Regions from separate parts of the Mus musculus genome. Here regions 1 and 2 are each linked to region 3. Evidence: chromatin contacts called from public HiChIP or PLAC-seq data. All regions are on one chromosome and are shown on one strand. Each heading gives the region's core, a stretch centred on a gene start, on an enhancer-like site or on the middle of the called end of the contact. The rest is flanking DNA. Distances are from core to core; before and after follow the strand shown.

The links. HiChIP or PLAC-seq counts read pairs in DNA pulled down with a chosen protein or histone mark.
Region 1: an H3K27ac HiChIP or PLAC-seq map of oligodendrocyte precursor cells shows a contact between it and region 3, with 9 times the contacts expected there. The contact joins two enhancer-like sites. A contact is called at or near these places in 1 of 484 Hi-C or Micro-C datasets (bone marrow-derived macrophages) and 6 of 115 datasets of contacts at active chromatin or transcription factors (embryonic basal ganglia, embryonic forebrain, embryonic hindbrain and 3 more).
Region 2: an H3K27ac HiChIP or PLAC-seq map of embryonic stem cells shows a contact between it and region 3, with 6 times the contacts expected there. The contact joins two enhancer-like sites. A contact is called at or near these places in 2 of 484 Hi-C or Micro-C datasets (the G1E-ER4 cell line and bone marrow-derived macrophages) and 5 of 115 datasets of contacts at active chromatin or transcription factors (embryonic basal ganglia, embryonic stem cells, forebrain and 2 more).

What each region holds. Positions count from the first base shown.
Region 1 is chr14:66,824,729-66,829,450 of GRCm38.p6, reverse strand. It overlaps Dpysl2 (dihydropyrimidinase-like 2), which reads left to right. Exons shown (of 14, transcript NM_001378767.1): 6 at 9-89; 7 at 612-680. Among named protein-coding and RNA genes, the nearest start is that of Gm5464, 42 kb to the left of the region's middle. Within about 2 kb of position 2,795, at least 62 of the 459 cell types and tissues checked have an H3K27ac peak or open chromatin away from gene starts, as enhancers often do. A contact at or near this core is called in embryonic basal ganglia, forebrain and oligodendrocyte precursor cells, where this site is marked.
Region 2 is chr14:66,762,192-66,767,229 of GRCm38.p6, reverse strand. It overlaps a transcript of Adra1a not described here. Among named protein-coding and RNA genes, the nearest start is that of Gm5464, 100 kb to the left of the region's middle. Within about 2 kb of position 3,474, at least 16 of the 459 cell types and tissues checked have an H3K27ac peak or open chromatin away from gene starts, as enhancers often do. A contact at or near this core is called in embryonic stem cells, where this site is marked.
Region 3 is chr14:66,322,939-66,327,594 of GRCm38.p6, reverse strand. No RefSeq gene overlaps it. Among named protein-coding and RNA genes, the nearest start is that of Gm41183, 18 kb to the left of the region's middle. Within about 2 kb of position 2,439, at least 182 of the 459 cell types and tissues checked have an H3K27ac peak or open chromatin away from gene starts, as enhancers often do. A contact at or near this core is called in embryonic basal ganglia, embryonic stem cells, forebrain and 1 more, where this site is marked.

The DNA of each region.
Region 1 (4,722 bases), core at 1,546-4,045, 500 kb before region 3:
TTCCTCAGATCTATGAAGTGCTGAGCGTGATCCGGGATATCGGTGCCATAGCTCAAGTCCACGCAGAGAATGGTGACATCATTGCTGAGGTAAGGGACCCATCCTTTCATATTTTCTTCCTCTCCTGGAAAGCAAGCTCAAGAGTGTAGGACAGCTTTTGAAGCTGGACCACCAGTGTGAAAATCCAGAGGGCCGTATGGTCTGGTACAAAGGCTCTTCGGGGACTTTCTGCTAGTGTTTGGTAAGGCATATTGCTTATTTCCATTATAGAAAGGCCCCTTCTTTTGGCACTGCAGTGTAGCTGTTCTGGATGGAGTCAAGGAACACCGTAGTCACACTTGGATACCATCATATTACTGTGCTGTGGGCCAAGAGTGGCTGTCAGCTTCCCTGGGGATGCTGAACATATTGAGGGGCTCTAGAGGATCTGTCTTGCTCAAGTGGGATTGGAATTAGTATAGTGATGCCTCTTTCTGAGGTCTGGCATGACACCCGGTATCCAGCAGGGCCCACTGAACTTCTTGCTAGGGAGCTTTTTTGCCCAGGTCTCTTGGCATCCGCCACCTGAAACCCACCTTCTCTGACCACTCGGCTTTCTATGCACATTACAGGAACAGCAGAGGATCCTGGATCTGGGCATCACGGGCCCCGAGGGACACGTGTTGAGCCGGCCAGAGGAGGTGAATATCTGGGACTGGGATGTGCGACATGATGTCTCGTAGATTCTGTGCAGGGCCTCTCCTCCACCCCTGTACCTGTTGAAAGTGGGGCTTTTTGGATGTGCTTTGGTCTTTCAAAGAAATGCGTGTGCATGTGCATGCATGTACATACCCATTTGCAGTACCGCCAGTCCCTTAAACATAGGATGGAACCACAGAGTTCCTTTACACCTCTAAAACGCACATGATGAGTCATTGCTGAGTGCAGCACACTCAGTAGGGCCTGGTGGATAGAACCATTGGGAGCCGTAAACAGGATTAGCCCAGGCTGAGAAGCACAAGGTTATCACACTGGACCGTGGAGCCTGTAGGTCAGAAGGCTGCAGGTATCATATCCGTGCTTTTTCAGAGGCTGGTCCTTCAGTATAGGAAAAGGTCTGTAGAACGGCAGGCAGTCTTACAGCTCTGAGGGGCAGAGGAGGATGGAGGAGTTCAGCAAGGAACAGTCTAGACTGCAAAGATTGCAGGCAAGGGGAGACCCTCAGGGACCTGGGCGGATGGAGGTTCAACATTTAAGGTGTCCCTTCCAAAAACAGGACAGAGGGGGATGTTTGGTAAGTGGCCTGCGAAGGAGATGGGGCCACTAGATCCCAGGGCTTGGCAGAACAAAGTGTGGGAACAGGAAGGATGCCCACAGGAGCTAGCTCTCAGGGACCCACTGTTCTGGTTAACCCTTTACGCAGAAAAGTTACACCCATGCGTACGTGGCTCAGCACAGGGCCTCCTCTTTGGCCATTGTCTCACAGAATTAGAGCACTGAGTGACCAGTTCTGGACATCCTGAGGCTCAGCAGGGCTTAGGAGCATGGTGGGAGGAGCCTAACTTAACGCCAGGCACTGAGTTTGATAAGGCTCTTGAGTAATTTTGCCCCATGTCAGTCCTATGGGTGGGAGGAATCGAGGGAAGGAGGGAGGGAGGGAGGGAAGGAGGGAGGGAGGGAGGGAGGGAGGGAGGCAGGCAGGCAGGCAGGAAGGAAGAAAGGAAGAATAAGATTTCGAGCCCTTCACCCTTGCTGTTCTTCCTGATGGTGGCTGTTTCTTCTGTCAAGCTGAGTCTTTTGTGTTTTAAACTCTTGAGGGGGCGACACAGAGAATCAAACATGGAACCACTCTGAATGGACTTGGCCATACAGCCCACTTTAGGAAGAGACCCCCCAGCACATAGGAGGCAACACTAATGTTTTAACTTTGTGTAGTGTCAGGATCTCGTCCGTCTGTAGCACCATGATGGCCAGCTTGGTTTGAACTGTGCAGGGCGGCCAGCTTCCTGCCGCTGTATGCTGCTCTTCGCAGTCTACCATGTGCACAGCTCGCAGCTCCGTAGGATTCCCCCCTCAAGAAGCTGGGAAAAGGGAGACCGGTAGGAATGCCGGATCTAGGGATCACCTGTCTGAGGTGGTACCGGTGAGAAGCACATGTTCTGACCACCGCAGTGCCTGGACATCTGTGGCAAGCAGGGGATGGTGCTCCCTGAGTCTTTCAATGAGCTGGTGACAAAGCCGCAGACAGGAAGTATATCTGTGAGCCAGAATGTGACTTACTACTAGCAAAAGGCAGCTGGTAAGAGCCTGAGGCCAAAGAAGATCTGTACAGCAAAGCCATCACAGACGGAAGGCCTTTCCAGCTGGGCCTCGCAGGATATATGACCGAGGCGTGTAGGTTGCCAAGGCGGGAGGGACTTGCCCAGAGATTGTCTGGACTCTGCTATGGGTCCTTGGATAGGTCATTTCCCTGTGGTGCTTGTTCTGCTCCATCTATAAAATCACATAGACAACCTCCCAGATGTTCAAGGTCTCTATAATAAGCAGAGGTTTTATTTTTAAGCGATTACACCCTTCCTACAAGATTTAAAGAGATTTTGGTCAGGGCTCAGTGCACAGTGTTTGTTGTGTATCAGAGGCTGGACTGTTCTAGCTGGAGAATGGAGAGCGAGGCTTAAATACTCTCTTCTTCCAGAGAGCTAGCGTTTTTAGTTTGGCCCCTGTCCAATTTCAGGCCACTCTGTGGAGCCAGATGGAGCCTGAATTCCATTCACAGTGTGTATGCAAATCCAGACAGACCCCTGGGACAGCGAGTCTTCCTCAGGAGTCTTAGTAGCAGCCAGTCCCACTTGGCTTCTTAATTAGAGGCACTGCACACCCCGCTTTACTGAGGACAGGCCTGTAGCTCCCAGACTTTATTTATAGTGTGTCTGTCCTTTTGTGAAGGGTCTGGGCTGGGAAGTCTGCAGGGCTGTGTCTGACATCCCTGTGAAGTGTTGAGCATCTTGGAGTCCTTTTCATTCACACTTCAGAGACTTCTGAGCTGACAGCCCCACAGGAAACTTCAGGGAGGGGAGGGAGGGCAGGGAGCAGGAGGGAGGCTCTCTTCAGCTATCCCTGGAATGGGAAACATTTGAGTGTTTGGTGAGTGTTTTCTGAGAGCTGGTTGCTTTCCTGTAAGATTCATAGACTCTCCTCACATAGTTGATGCCCAGAAGCTGAGTGTGAATGAAGGCCGGGGTCTCCCTCACTGGGAAGAGCACAGAGAGCAGCGACAGACCCCAGCCCTGCCGTGCTCCAGTGGAAACTGGACTAGTCAAGGCAACTAACTGTAGGAGTGCAGCTATCTCCTCTGAAAAGTGACCGCCTGGCTTTTAAAGTTACATTAACAAGATGAAGCCATTTATGTTTTGACCCTCTGCTTAGGGATGTTGGGAGTGGGGTAGTATGGTAGGCAGAGAAAGGGACTATCTCCCTTCTTACCTTTAAGAATTTACACCACAATATTTTCTTAGGACTTGGCAGTGACCTTTTGGGATCCCGTTTGAATCAGTTTCTTCTGTTATGATGATCCCACGTTGTTGTACATAAGATATACCTCCATAGCAAGGCGGTTTTCCCGGTTGTGTATTCGGTAGATGTGATGTGGAATCTGAAATTCCATTCCCTGAGGATCAGGCATAAAGAGCCAGATGTTCCATTTGGGTAGTTCTTCATCTGCGTTGAAGGTCGTACCAGGCTGTGGCTGGCCAGACACACTCTTGGGGGAACATGGTACAGCCCTAGTCCATTCCAGAGACTATTGAAGCTTGTTTTGTTTTGTGGGTGATGTTGGCTTGGCCCACAAGTATCTGGCTGACTTGTCTCCAGAGTCACGAACATTGAATGTCTTCACTCTGGATCATGAGAGCAGAATGAATATCCACATTGAGATCAGCCAGGGCCTGGGTATTCTCAAATGTGAGCAAGTGAAATTGTTACCAGAGTCTTTACGCCTAACAAGACTGGGCCCTGGCAGCCCTGACAAGCACGGCTTGATCATCCACAGGCTAATTAGAAAAACGAGCAGTGGCGAACTGTGGAGAAAGGAGATTGGTTCAGTGTAGTTAGGGTAGGAAGAGGAACAGAGATCCAGCGTCTTCCTGAGCCCATCCTCAGAGTCCTGACATAAAGCTTAGGTTCAACTAGCTTTAACTAGGCTGCTGCTCATGGTGGTACACTTGGTGGGCTGTGATGAAGAGATGAGGAAGCAGGATCAGGAGTCTCTGGCCAGCCTGGATCTTTAATGGCTTGGAGATGTGGCTCAGTAGCTAAGAGGGCAGGAACGCTCACACTGCTCTTGCAAAGGACCCAGGTTTGGTTCTCAGCATCTACGTCAGGCAGGTCACAATTGTCAGTACCTCCATCTCTGGGAATTGTCAGTGCTTCTGATCTCCGTGGGTACCAGCACGCATGTGCACACCCACCCACCGGCAGACACGTAGTTAAAAAGGACGAAATAATAAGAGCTCTTTAGATAGAGGGCGCGAAGCATGCTTAGCCAAACAGTCCACGTCGTGGTGTGGTCCCTCCCACCCATCGCTGCCTTGGCCTCTGCTGTCCTGGAAGGTGTTCTGTGTACTCAGAACTGTGTGAACTGCCTTTCCTGGAGACACGTCTCTCCTCTGGCAGGCACCCAGCTTCAGGCTTTTCCTTCTCCCACTGTGAAATTTCTCCTCAGAAAACTCTATAATTTCTTAGAGG
Region 2 (5,038 bases), core at 2,225-4,724, 440 kb before region 3:
AGGACAGCCTGGCGCACTTTCCCATAGACTCTAACAGGTTTGGAACAACTGAAATTGAGCCGTGGTAAAGCTCTGATTGAACAGGGTTTCAAAGTTTGTTCTAAGGCAGATGGGATCACCGAGTCCTAGGAAAATGCCAGGGAAGGTGCCCTCTGTCGCCTGACCTGCTTTTAGTGTGTGTGTGTGTGTGTGTGTGTGTGTGTGTGTGTGTGTGTGTGTGTGTGTGTGTGTGTATGATGGCTGCTATAAAGAAAGGTGTGTCTCAGAGCTGGAACATATGTTCAGAAGGGCTGTGAGCCTCACCACAGTCTTTCTAGTCCTACAAAGGTGCAGGAAAGAGCTTTTTGTTACTTTAAAAGTGGTGTAACTTAGTGGTTAAAAAGTAGCCTTTTGTGTGACTTCATTTATACCATTTTTGAAATGACAAAATTCTAGAAATGGAGACAACACAGCCAGGAGCTAAGGAAGAGGCAGAGGAGAGAGGGAAGAGATGATGCTGGAGATTTTCTGTACCTTGACCTGATCAGTGTTAATATTCTGCCTGGAACATTGTATTAGTTTCCTCAAGACTTTACTGAAACTGCTGGAGGAACATAGGGAAGCTAATGGCTCAGCAGTTGGGGCACATGCAACCAAGCTTGATGATCTGAACACATTCATGTGAGTTACACACATATCATGGCACAGGTATACCCATGCCCACCCACACACATACATGTATACACACACATACACACCCACACATTCACACATATATACACATACACACACATTCACACATATGCACATATATGCACATGCATATACACACTCATCTACACATACACACCCACACATTCACACATATATACACATACACACACATTCACACATATGCACATATATGCACATGCATATACACACTCATCTACACACACATATACACACACAATATGCACAATATACACACATGCACATATACACACTCACACGTATACACAGTCACACACATACACACATACATACACACATACACACACTCCATAAAAAGTTTTTCACCCCCAAAAGTAAGAAATATTCATTAGTCAGAACTCACCAGAGAAATAGAAAGAGATAAGAGAGGAGAGAGAAAGAGAGAGGGTGTGTGTGGTTATTTTTTTCAGGGAATTATTTCAACCAACCCTCTGAAAGCTGAGGATCTCAAGGCCTTCCTTGGCAGGTCTGTTCACACAAGTTCTAGCTGCAGGCTCTGTACCTGCAAAGTGGATGGTTGGTTTGAGACTGCAGACAGGAAGAAGCTGAGGTTTCCACCTGAAGTCACATGGGAAGGAGAAGCTTCTGTCAGTGGGTGTTTTGTCTGTTTAGGTCTTCAGATGGGGTGAGTCCCACTCATGTGACCCCCCTGGGCACCCTGTGGACAAGTTAAATTGACACATAATGCTGACCCTTGCTTGTTCAGATCATCTGTCCCCTTTCTTCTCTAGGTTTGTTGAATAGTTCATTTAGCCTGTCTCCAAATGCACAGCAGTCCTGCCTCCATCTCCTGAGTACTATGACTAAAACCACAAGCCACGAGACCAGGAAGTCCTCCCAAGTCTTTAAAACAATGGGTGTTTGTTAGCTTTTTAATCATCTATAGAGACGGTGGTCCCACAGCGAGTTTGGAAACATAGGGTCCTGGCCTATTCTGGGTCTCTAGGGACTACTTCTGGGTTCCTGACTGGGGCACAGTGACAGAAACCACGTTCTCTAAGGAAGTCATTTGGAGAAGACGATCACAAAGCCAGTCCTTTGCCCAAGCTGGGGCAGGTGTGTCCTGACTGACAGAAGTTACCTCTGGGAACGGGACACCGAGCTGCTGACAAAACAGCTTTTTATGTAGAACAAACATTACTCACACTCCTGCTCTTGACCTTGACTGCACTCCGGAAACCTTGGGGGAACTTGGGAAAAATACAGATAACTTGTATCTACCCAGAAATTGTGAATTGATTAGTTTGGATAAGACTTGGGGTCAGGGATTTAAAGTAAAATATATTGTCATGCATTTCTCCTCCTCTTCCTCTTCCTCTCCCTCTCCCTCCCCCTCTTCCTTCTCCTCCTCCTTCTTCTTTTCATGTTTGTCACTGTACTTTGCTCATCTTTGCCCTCCACATGTTACTCTCCCTGCTTCCTTTTCTTGCTGGTCTTTTCTCCTACAATTACCCCCCCTTCTACTTTTATCCCCTCCCATGCCACTCCATGATATTCCACTTCATACCATTACCATACCATATCAACCATGTTAAACACACACACACACACACACACACACACACACACACACACACACACCTGGATTCTACATAAGAGAACCCATGCAAGATTTGTCATTCTCCCTCGCCATTGCTCTCTCTCATTTCCTCCTCCCTTTAGACTCTCGTGAAACCCATCACAAGACAGGATACAGAAGAATTCCAACACCCCAGAGCTTTCCTTGCAGTTGACCATTGGCATCATTGTGGTTAATACCTTAGTAGACATGAGGACTGCTGCCTTCTCAACTGAACGAGAAGGGACATCGGATAGCGATACAAGGACATTCCAAAAGGAGACCCAGAGAGGCGCCCAATGTGGAAACTTGAGGATAAGTCATCTTTTAAAAAAGCACGTGTTGCGAACTGTTGAAAAGCCAGCCCAGATAGAAGATATCCTAAAATGGGATTGTTCTAAGAGCTTAAAAACAGGGAACAAGACTTTCTTGGCAAAACAGAACATCCAATGACACACGAGAGCTTCTAATGGCCATACTTGAGGCTTTGTACACAGGGAGGAAATAAGACACCATTCATTCAGTGCAAATGAGTGAAATGATTATTGCCAGATGTCCCGAGGCAGAAGCAAGGCTGCAGGCAGAGGAGAAGCCTCTTTATTGGGAAGTCATTGCTGAACTAGGACTGTCTCAAGGCTGAGGTACTGAGTAAGGTGCCAGGAGCCAGACCACCATAGGTGAACCTCAGAAAGCTCCATGGACAAACCCTGAGGGTCTTTACAGCATTTCTTTGTGTCAGAGGATTTGGGAAGAATTGTCTGGAAAGTGTCAGCCTCCTTATCCTCTTTATGAGCTGCCTTCCAAGGCAGGATGGTCCTCCCCGCTCTCATGTGTCCCTTCTTCATCTTCTTAATGGACTTTGCCCTCTTGCTGTCCTGACCCTCCCACTAGGGAGAACACTGAGACCTGGTGGGGAGTCATTGTGCTGCAGGCCCCAGAATGAGTCTATATCCACAGGCCTTGAATGCTGCTCTGGGGATGGAGGTCCCAGAATACATCCCCGTCCACAGGGCAATGAGTGAGGTGGGAGGATGGAGTCTCCAGAGTGCACCCACACCCACAGACCATGAACAGAGCTCATCTCATGGGGATGAGCTTTACCGTGGTGCTCTCTGATGGAAGCAGGAGCCTGCCTTCACAGGTGTTTCCAGGGGGCCAGGAATGGGAAAATCAAACCCCAATATATCATTTAGCTGCCTCTTTCCAGTTTGTTAAATACATCTGGAAATGTAGTTATGCTACAGTTCTGGGATCACTTAAAAATAGCCCAATTGCAGACCTGAGGCTGCAGAAGTGTCCCTCATGCCCCAGGGATGCTAGCTCATGGACAGGAGTGGACACTGTCCCACTAAAAAATTGGGAGGAATATTTTGGTTTCCAGGACTCTAGAATGGTCTAACTTCCTGTCTTGAGTCTGTTTATTTGGGGTCAGAGCGGGTTGCTTCACTAAGATACCAAACTCTCCTTTCCTTTCCTTTCCTTTCCTTTCCTTTCCTTTCCTTTCCTTTCCTTTCCTTTCCTTTCCTTTCCTTTCCTTTCCTTTCCTTTCCTTTCCTTTCCTTTCCTTTCCTTTCCTTCCTCTCCTTTCTCTCCCCCAATCTCTCTCTCTCTCTCTCTCTCTCTCTCTCTCTCTCTCTCTCTCTCTCTCTCTCTCTCTCTCTCTCTCTGTTTATTCTGGACAGAAACGTAGAGTCCATGATTTTTTTTCCCACTTTTCATCATAAACCATCAGTAGACACTGGATTGATAGAAACTGGAATTGTCTAGGGCCAGACACATGGTCCAGCCAAGCCAGAGGCCTTCTCTGTGGCTCAGCTTCCAACTTTTCTAGCATGGTTCCTGCTTCGTTTTAGGCTCAGTTCAGCAGCCTGCCCTTTGGTGTTGCTGATGTTCTCTGGAGTCTGAGCCCAAGCATATGAAGAAGCAGGAGCTGTTACAGCTCTGCATATCCATGGGTGACTCTGCATATCCATGGGTGACTCTGCATATCCATGGGTGACTCTGCATATCCATGGGTGACTCTGCTTATCCATGGGTGACTCTGCATATCCATGGGTGACTCTGCATATCCATGGGTGACTCTGCATATCCATGGGTGACTCTGCATATCCATGGGTGACTCTGCATATCCATGGGTGACAATTGCTTAGGACCCAGAAAACACCAGAGCAGGAAGGAATAGAGCTGATGCTATGGACAGGATTTGGAACTTAGTTTATCATCTCTCTCTCTCTCTCTCTCTCTCTCTCTCTCTCTCTCTCTCTCTCTCTCTCTCTCTCTCTCCCTCCCTCCCTCCCTCCCTCCCTCCCTCCCTCTCTTTTGCAGGCGCATGTGCACCCATGTGTGTGCATTTGTGTGGAAGACGGAGGCCATACTCAGGCTTTATTCCTTTGGAATTGGCTGTGTTGTCCCGTCTGGCTGACTAGCAAGCCCCAGCGATCCTGCTGTCTTTCTCTGTGCCCAACACTGGAATTACAAACGGGCACCACCATGCTTTTTCTCCCTAAGTGGATGGTGGGGAGTGAATCCTGGTCCTCATACTTGATCATGTGGGAATGAGTGCATTCTTGCACACACACACATGCATGCTCAGTTTAGAATCATAGAGCACATGTTTGAAACATTAAAGTGATGGACAGAAGTACCTTTGGGTATGTTCAGCCTATACCATGGCGTTTTAGTTGAGGATAAAGGAAAAGAAATGGTTCCTTATTTTGTAATTTGTTTAATATTTTTACCTAATTCTAT
Region 3 (4,656 bases), core at 1,190-3,689:
AAGTCTCTGTAGGATTAGACACAGCCTCTCCCATTGAGGTCAGACATGGCAGCTCTCTGTTACATATATGTCAGGGACCTAGGACCAGCCTGTATATGTTCTTTGGTTGGTGGCTCAGTCTCTGGGAGCTCCCAGGAGTCCAGGTTAGTTGACACTATTAGTCTTTCTGTGGGGTTGCCATCTCCTTGAGGCCTTCAATCTTTCCCCTAACTCTTCCATAGGGGTCCCTGACCTCTGTCCAATATTTGTCTGTGGGTATATGTATCTATCTCAGTCAGCTGCTGAATAGAGCCTATGTTATGCTCCTGTCTGCAAACATAACATAGCATCATTGATAGTGTGAGGGATTGGTGCTTACCCATGGGATGGGTCTCAAAATGGGCTAGTCATTGGTCAGCCATTCCTTCAGTCTGCTCCATCTTCGTCCCTGCATTTCTTTTAGACAGGACCAATTTTGGGTCAAAGGTTTTGTAGGTGGGTTGGTGTTCCCATGCCTCTGCTGAGGGTCATGTCTGGCTTCTGGAGGTAGTCTCTTTGGGTTCCAAATCCCAACTGTTAGGTATTTCTGCTGAGGTCGCCTGCACTGATTCCTGGGAGCCTCCCTTATGCCCAGTCTGATTTCTTATAGCACCTAGGATGCCAGGCCAGGGGTACCACTGCTCACACGAGCTGGGTCCGCCCACATGGATCATCAACCAAGAAAATGCATCACATGCAGGCTTGCCCACACTAAGTTGAGATTTCCTCTTCCAAAATGACTCTAATTTGTGCCAAGTTGACATAAAACTTTACCTCGGGGGGTGGGGGGGAGAAACACAACAAACCAGTAGTAATGATTGCTATTGTTAGAATAAAGATACAGGAGCTAGAGGAACTTCCCAGTATTCTCCCTTGAACATTCACTTTGTGCCCAAGTGAGTATTATTAATTTAAATTTTTTTCATAAGGAAATCTTTAAAAACTCTTAACTAAAACCTTAATTACTTTAACAAAAATTAATTAAAACTTAAAATTGTAGGAAGAAACTAATTGGATTGACTAATAATCATGTAAGATATTTTAAAAGTGGGGGGGGAGGAACTGTGTGAAGGGGGACTGGGAAGAGAGGGCAGTGATCGGGATGTAAAGTGAAAAAAAAAAAAAAAAGATATTTTAAAAGTGGCCACAGACTTAACAGCAAGGTCGGCTGTGATCTTGCAAGGGAATATGCTATACATACAGTGTGACACAAAGAAAAAAGGAGACACATTTAGGTGCCCTAATGACACAGGGCGCCGAGGCATCCTGACTGGTACCAAAGCAGGCAAAGGGCAAAGAGAATTCAGGGAATCGCTAGGAGACTGACCGAGGCTCACAACAGCCAAAATCCTGGGAATTACGGAAAGGAAGAGCTAAAACTTACACATGGGCTCTCATCATACCCGAGATGATCAAAGATAATCTCAAATTTGATTACCATGTGGAGAATCAGAGGTGCTCATGGATTGTAAGTTTCCAAAGCAGCCTGGTGACGTGCGCTTTCTTCCCTTTCCTGTTTGTTGTTCATGTTGTTTTGGTTTGTTTGCCCGGGATCAACCTTAGGACCTGCTTATGCTGGGCTACTGCTGGGTCCCCAGCTCATGGCAACAAGTATTTTCATCTATGACAAGTTTGTCTTCTAGAAATTGATCTTAAAGGAATTAAGGTCAGGCATCCTACAGTGTAATAAATCCACAACTGTGTTCATTTCAGCCTACTTTAAAACACTCATCCTAGTATATAAAAAAATAAAATAAAATAAATCATCACACATGTGGCTCAGTTCTTTGCAGCAAGTAACATTGACCGCGCACGTTTATACACTGGATGTGGTGTGTGAACCTACGGAATGCCCGTTTCGCATCAACTAACTACCAGGAATCTAAAGAATAAATGCAAAGGAGATTTCTCACAGTAAATGCAGAGTTAAGAGGCTGCCAGAAGCATGAGGCACCTCTGTAAGGCACCTCACACGTTTGCGTTTAAATACAGAAAAGAGCTTAACATATTTCACTGCAGGCTGGGAGTAGAGGCGCACTCTAGTAATCCCAGCTCTTGGAAAGGTGAGCTGCAAAGATTTTGAGTTCTAGGCTACAATGGGCTACACACAGCAAGGCCTTGTCTCAAAAACAAAACGAAACAAAACCAAAAACAAACACACACAAAGTAGAACAAAACGGTTAATAATATCCTAGATTATCCTTTCAACAATCTCCTGAATACAGTTATGTCTTAACACGCGCGCACGAGAACACGCGCGTGTGCACACACACACTCACACCCTAAATCCTTACAAAACCTTGGCACTCTACTAGACTCTGCAGGAAGAGTTAATTAACTCCTAATTAATTCCCTAGCCTGGGGAGGGGCACTGACTTCAGATTGGGTGATGATGACATCATGCTAGTAGCTGCAGCCAATAATGGCGTTCCTGCTCACTAAGCCCTGGTGAGGCCTCTGGGCCACTTGAGTAGCTGTGGCGTGGGCGGCTCTGTGGGGATGGACACCCACAACGTAGATCAGGTCGCTGTAACCTGTGTTGGGAGAGCTGATGGTGACCAGCGGCGGCCCCGCCCCTCTTCCAGCCTCGGGTTCTTGGATGGGGGTGGAAGGGTCTGCACCGTGCTTTTCTTCAGGTGCCCCCGCCCACCCGGGGTTGTTTCTTTTGTTTGCCCTCCTAGCCCCTCCTTTCTGGGCCTCTGCAATGGACCCGCCCCTCTAACTGGTGTCCAGGCTGTCCCCTCACAGCCTTAAAGCCCAGCTGTCTCAAGGCCACCTGCCACCATTTAACCTCCCAGTCCCGGGCTCTGGTGTTTAGTTCTGGTTATCTTTTTCTGGCCCAAGACATAGTGATTTCTCAACTAAGAGCATAATGGCCAAGGGCAGTAGGGGAAAAGGAGAAAGAGCAAAAACCATGCATAGACAACTCTTAAACAGAACCAGGGTATCCGGGTATGGTGATGCTGAGAGCCTCATCGATGGGTCTGCTAAATAATAGATAATTAAATTGAAAACGTCTGGATTGAAAAAGCAACAACAGATCCATTATAACAGTTTTGTCTCTTCCCTTCAATCCCAATTAATTTGGCAGCACACTTATTATTACTGAATATTTGCTACATTCAAATAACCATTTTCTCCTGACTTGAAATATTCTTAGTTTTTATTAAGTGGCCCCATATTCCAGTATAAGGAATAATTTAACTATTTCCCCTACTCTTGGATATTTAATTGGATTTTTTTCAACTTCCTTGTTTAAAATAGGAAATGAACAAGAACAGATCTTTTAGGGGGAAAATAGATCTTTTGGGGGAAAGGAAAAAAAGAATGGATCTTTTGTACACAGCTAAATGTTTCCTTTGATACAATCATAATAAGATGATCATTTCTCTAAAATATCTTGTTGACCTTTTCATGTTATTTCCAGTTAAATTAAAATCACCTTTTCGACTTCAAAGCGTCTGGGCATTTTAGCACCACATCTACTTGCTCTGAGATGTTGCTTTAAACGTTCCAGTAAGGCTTTGTTGTGGCTTTAGAATTTAATTTGGCGAGGCACGGTGGGGCTCACCTGTGATAGTAGCTCCTTGGGAGTTTTGCAGGAAGATCTGAAGTTCAGGCCAGCCTAGGAAATTTATGAAGACTCTGACCCAAAATAAAAATGGAAAGACAAGGGCTGAAGATATAGTTTGGGGAATATAGCCCTGCACGGTGTGCATGAGATCTTGAGAGAATTCGTTACTGTTTTGTTTCTGTGATGAAACACATGACCAACAGCAACTTACAGAAGACAGTTTTTGGAGCTTTTTTTGTTGTTGTTGTTTTTGTTTTTGATTTATGGTTCCAAAGGGAGTGGGTGAGCATTAGGTCTGGAAGACATGGCAGTAGGCAGGCCTCGTGGCAGGAGCAGGAAGCCTGTTGGCCATCTTTGTCCGAACACAGTTAGCAGAGGGAGAAAGCAGGAAGTTGGACAAGGCTATAAACCCTCAAAGCCTTCCTCCAGCAGGGCGAGAAAGCACCAGCTCCTGAAGTTTCATAAATTTCCCAAGCAGCAGCACCAACATGGCAGGGCTGTGTCATTCTTTACTCAAGCCACCATGATTGTTTTAATCCTCAGTAAACACACACACACACACTTTTAAAGAAATCTTGAGTAAAGATCCTGTTACTTTTAGTTGCTATTTTCAAATAATCTTATTCCCATTATATTTTCTGTTGGATATTGCTGACAGAAAAGGTGTTGACAGTTTTTAGAAAAAGCTGGTGGTGATGTCATCCTGTGAGCCAACAGGACACAGAAATCATCAGGGTCCCTGAAAATGGTGACAATCAATGTTAATGATGATGTGTAGCTGTGCTGTGAGACATAGTGGATTGCAGGAGCCTCCCTGTAACCAATGCTAACACCCAGTGAGAGCCGCGTGCCAACCAGGCAAGTGCACATGGCTATTTAAAGGAGAATGACGGAATCTCAGGCTGTCATCGGAATACTGCAAATGCATGATATGAACAAGTAAGATTTGACTCAGGGGAAAAGCACTGATATGTGAAGAGAGCCACTGGGCTCCCGTCCCCAGTCTTGAAGCAGTCCACTGACTTTAAGTGACTCAGAAGACTCTAAGTAACTACACCAGCAAA